Linked DNA regions of Gossypium hirsutum: region 1 is linked to region 2. Evidence: chromatin contacts called from public Hi-C data. All regions are on one chromosome and are shown on one strand. The core of a region is the stretch at or near the end of the contact, and the rest is flanking DNA. Distances in the headings are between cores, read along the strand shown.

Evidence for each region. Hi-C and Micro-C count contacts between places; a contact is called where the count stands out from the background.
Region 1: a Hi-C map of leaf shows a contact between it and region 2, with 2.5 times the contacts expected there. The contact joins the promoter of LOC107948474 here to the promoter of LOC107948516 in region 2. A contact is called at or near these places in 2 of 34 Hi-C or Micro-C datasets (both in leaf).

The regions. Positions count from the first base shown.
Region 1 is chrA04:20,863,642-20,866,341 of Gossypium_hirsutum_v2.1, forward strand. It overlaps LOC107948474 (serine/arginine-rich SC35-like splicing factor SCL33), which reads left to right and starts at 1,444. Exons shown (of 6, transcript XM_016883032.2): 1 at 1,444-1,783; 2 at 2,201-2,352; 3 at 2,658-2,700. The coding sequence starts at 2,201.
Region 2 is chrA04:19,922,598-19,925,367 of Gossypium_hirsutum_v2.1, forward strand. It overlaps LOC107948516 (F-box protein At5g06550), which reads right to left and starts at 1,252. Exons shown (of 3, transcript XM_016883097.2): 1 at 742-1,252; 2 at 1-739. The coding sequence starts at 1,168.

The DNA of each region.
Region 1 (2,700 bases), core at 194-2,693, 940 kb after region 2:
TAATTTTAAATTAGATTTTTATTTATATCGACATGTTATGAAAATTGATAAATTGTTAATAACAATATTGTTAAAATTAACAGTTTCCAATTTGCATTAAACATTTTTATAGACTCGTATGAATTGTGAAAATTAATCAATTTTTATTTTGTTTTAGAAATTAACAATTTTCAATTTGGTTTTTGGTTTAGTCTCTTTAATTAGTGCCCTCATCCATATGAGAAACAAAGATTGAGGCTTAGCAAAAGGATTTGTTTAGAAACCAGACATGTTAAGTTTTGGTTCCAACAGCCAACGAGAGGCGATGACTAAGGTTTCATTTGGGGAAGAACAGGATGAAGAAGGAAAAAAGGGAAAAGAAAAAAAAGATGGAAATAAAATAAATACAAAAGACACGCAAGTCATTTCTTAATAATATTAATTACAACTTTGTAAATTTTGAAAGTTGAGTAACTAAAATATAAATTTAATCAAAGTTTAGTGATAATTAGTGTACTTTATTCATTATTTTATTGTGTTTGAACCGTATTTGAAATTAAATATTTATTAATATCAACATAATAATAACATACCATAACACAACAATAATAATAAATGTGGAAATAAGAATATTTCACATTGAAATCAATTGTAATTTTTTTATTATAATTTGATTTGTTATATTCCATGATATTAATTATTTAATATTAAATTTTAATATTTTTAGTATAATTTAAGATTATATATATTCCACGAATTATAATATTAACAAGTTCAAACATCATTTAAACACTTTTTTTTACAACATAATATTTAAAATAAACATTTTATCTTTTCAAAAAATAATTTTCAATCTTAATTTTCAAAAAGTCTTTTTCAACTTCATTGATAATCTAATCTCGAATAGAATGGCTAAGAGTGTCATTGAAACTAGGTTCTTGTTAGTTGGCCATGAACTTCTATTATACTGTTATAAAAAAAAGGAGTTAATGTAATTTTAGATCTCTAAACTTGATAACTAGGTTTATATTAGTACTTGCACCGTTTTGGTCCACTTTGTAACTAAATTTGGATTACGTAGAAGTATGGTGATTTATCATCATGAGATTGTGTCATATCATAACTTAAAAAATTTTAAAAATATATAGTTTGAAAATAAAAGAATAATTTTTTTAAAAAAAATTTAAGTGATAACATGGTACAATCTTAAAGTATTACATTATCATACTTTTACAAAATCAAAGTTTAAAAAAAAATTAAATCTAATTATCAAGTTCGAATATTGAAATGATCAAAAGAAAATAAAAATATGAAATTGGACTTAATTATCAAGAATCTATAAAACATACGGAATTATAAACATATAAATAAAAATAAGTAAGTATACATCCCACCAACTTCATCTGATTGGATTCCAAAAAATGCCATCCTCGATATCAGGCATGTTCTTCTACCAAATTAAACCTAATTATAAAATGTATGTATATTATATACATGATTTAAGCAGGCCTTAGAAAAAAAAGGCCTTTAGGCCTCGGCTAAATTGTCGTTGAATCAAAGATTCATGATAGACCCGATCAAACTAACTTAAATGGCGTCCGACCGTTGATTTTCTTTTTTGAATACACGTGGGCGGTTTGTGTTGCAGGGAGAGAGGCCTCAGAAAGTAACTGGAAGCTTCTGGAGTTCCAATTTAGAAGGTCGGTGAAAATCTAAAGTACCCCGTGATTAACAACCAAACGCCAAAGGAAAGAGAAAAGCATCAAAGAAGGTTGGGATTTTCTTCGTCTGCGATTTCGTAGCTGTATGTTCTTAATTCATTCTACGTCTTTTTTTTCTTTTTCTTTTTTTGTATCATCTTCTTTCATTTTTTTCGTAAATCTCTTGGTGAAGGCTTTGTTTTCTTTTGCATGTATTTTGTAATTTATGTTCCTTGTAGTTCCCAGATATTTTTATTTTTAATTTCTATTTTATAGAAATATTTTATTGGGAGAAAAGTTAGGTTGGGACTGGGATTGATTCTAAGTTCAAGAGAAAACAGGATTTTGGTAATTTCAGGCTCCTTTTAATCGTTTCTTTTGTTTTTTATTGCACTGTGCATGGAATCGCCCGGTTTCTCTCTTTTGTTCTTTTTACTTTGAATTCCATGCTCGAAAATTTTCCAGTTTAATCTTGGTTAAAAGCAATTCTGTGAGTATTAAATGCCTTAGGTTTGTTGCAGATGCGGGGTAGAAGTTACAGTTACAGTCCCTCGCCACCAAGGGATTATGGAAGGAGGCGACATCGTAGCCCTAGCCCTAGGGGTCGCTATGGAGGTCGTGGTAGAGATCTCCCCACCAGTCTTCTGGTTCGGAACCTTCGCCATGACTGCAGGTTTGTACCATCCCCTCGTATTTATCGGCGTCAGACTGTCAATTTCCTCAAATCCAATATCCTAATGCTCTCATGGTTTTGTTTTAAAATAAATTCTAGGGATAAGTAAGAGCGAAGGTTTTTGAGGAGAACTAAAGGTGTTACATTTATGCTGTGATTTGTTTTCCTTGCTCACCAATCCAAACCTAGTGTACATCTTTGTTCTTTTGTTTAAAATAAACATGATCGTCTTGATACAAGTAAAAATTTTTAGTCTCATCAAACTTTTCTTGTAGAGCCAATTTCTAATTATGTCTCATTTGCAGGCCAGAAGATCTGCGTGGACCTTTTGGGCAATTTGGTCGCCTC
Region 2 (2,770 bases), core at 2-2,501:
GTTGCATCATAAAAATTCATGAACCACTCAATTACAGAAACAGGACATGCCACTTCTGCTCCATCTGGGCTCGGGTGCACCCCAGGTGGAACCACATCAGGTGGGAATAAAATCCATTTCTTAGATCCTCTAATCACCGCATTCCAGGCAGATGTTGAATTAGGATCAATATGGAAGGATGACCCAGACCCGGCTGGTCCAATTATAATCCACCTATAATCTGGCCTCCGATTACCCAAAACGCTAAACAAATCCTCTCTGAAGTACACTGGAACATCGTACTCTGAGCCTAAAGTTGGAATTTTTTCTGCAAATTTTGGATCAAATAAGTACAATGGCCTCTCTTCTTTTACTTGATCTGCATAGCTAAAATAATCATCTAGCCTCATCTTAACTGGTCCAACTGCAAACTGAGCATCGCCACATAAATTAACCAAATAATCTCTATCCCACTTTCCCAATGCATCCCAATTATCCATGCACCCTTCCAACAAAACCGGCTTATTAGGTTCTTCGAAGTTTGTCACAAAATCATCAACACTAATCCCTCTTTTTCGAATTATATTATCTCTTTCAAGCCATTCAGGTTTCATTTCAAGATTAGCACACAGCCAACTCTGAAACAAATAGTCAGAATAAAAATCCCTTACTCTCAAACCCGAAGAACGGGCACTCCTTGAAACATCAAATGAAGGATGAAATGTAGATATGTAAGTAACTTTCCATGACCGATTATAAAAAATCGTCCTTTCAGGTTATCCAATACAAGATTCCTCCAAAGGGGTTCATGGCTAGTGAAAACATAAAATGATTTGCTAACAGTAGCTAAAACACCTAACTGGGTACCTTCCAAAAGGCCTAAAATCTCAAGAACAAGCTCGTCAGACAGGATTTGGAGATTACCTAAGCCGATGTTTCTTGAGTTGAGAGCGCCTGGGTTGAAGTAAAGGTTTCCCAACGGTTGAACCCAATGAGAATGAGAAGGAGCTGAGGATTTGAGGTTGAATCCTACTTCTTCTTCATTATCTTCGAGATGCATGTTTTTGGGAATGAAATCTCGTGTTCTAGAAACATTTTTGTGAGTTTTCAATTTAGTTTTGTTTTTGGGTTTGTTCTTAGTTTTTCTTTTTATGGTTTGAGACAGTAAGCTTCCCCTACAACTTAGCATGTTTCAGGGTTTTTGCTCTAAGGGCTTTGCTTTGTTAGGGTTTTGCACTTTTGCTGCGGTTTCTTTCCGCCCTGGAAATAAAGTAAATCTGAGTATTTTTTATTTCAGAAATTTCCTTTAGGGACTTAAAGCCCATCCAAGTTTCTGCTCAAGACTCCGAAAGTAGTCGGCCCAAAATTTTCTTCAATTATCTGTAAAGTAAAGGGTTTTCCGCCCAATTTTGTAAAGCTTGGAGGTGAAGATAGAGATATCGACCACAACCTCCCTCCAAATTTTTCAATGGAGTAGGTAGCACTGTTTCGGAAACCAAGGAAAATTCGATTATGAGACCAAAAAAACAGAATTTTAAAAGGGTTTATTATTTGAAAACCAATGAAGTAAATTTTGGATGAGAAATTGTTGAAAAAAGATTAAATTATATAATTAAAAAGTATGAGGATTAAAGTGTAAAGTGGCCAATTTGCTTAGTTATGGATTGATTTCGTTTTGTAAATAAAGTTGGCATGGGACATGTATTAGTACAAAGAAAAAATGATTTTTGGATTAAATTGAATAAAACAAAAAGTACACGGATTAAATTGTACTTTTCCCTTTTTGTCGGGACATGGTATTAAGGAATATATTTAAATTATGATTTTTAAATTGGGTAAGTGCTTATTGTTGTGAAGAAATTGTACAAAAAGGCAAAACGATAATTTTTCCATAAAGGGTATTTGGGTCATTTTCCAACATTTTATGATGAAAATATTATTTTGATGATATAGTTGATGTATGAAATTAATATGGACCTTCATAATAATATGAGAAGATTTAAAGCGCTAAGTGTCGTATTCGTTATTAATTAAAGAGAAGTTATAAGAGAAATAGGTTAAAGTGCAGGTTCTCCATTGAAGGATATTTTGGGACTTTTCATCAGTTTTTTAATAAAAATTTTAGAATCTATTTAAATTGTATTATTATCCGAAAAGATATTGTTGATAGATTTTGGATTTTTCATTCATTAATCAAGGTAGATCACTCATTTTAAAATTAGTTTGACGGTAGAATAGTTTTAATTGAATAAAGAAAAGATAAGATGGAGAAAGCCTCCACCTTTCTCCTTGGTGCCGTTTACCATGTTTGGAGAAGAAAAAAATCTCTCCTTTCTTTTTTTTTTCTCTCTTTTCTCAAATCTCTTTTAAGAATTTCCACAACCCAAGTTACTTTCTTTCAAGAATCTTGTATAAAAACCATTTTTAAGCTTGAAAAGCTTGAGCTAGTGTGAGAATGTGAAGAATAAGATAAGAAAAAAATATTTTTATCATCTCTAATATGAACATTCAAGGTTATTATACATTAGTTCTTCATGAACATGATTTCTAGTATTATGTGTAATAAGTGTTGTTGGAGAAGAAAGAGTTGACTTGTGGATGTTGGAACTTTAACTAAGTAAAGGGAAGTCTTGGATTAGGAAAGGATTTTGGTGGCTTTGTTCATTCAAAGGAAGATAAGTTGTCAAGGAATTATCATTACCTTGTTTATGTTAAAATTTGTTAAATATTGAGAGTTTGAATGATTAAATATCAATATGAGAAAATATTAATATTTATAAGTGAAGGAAAT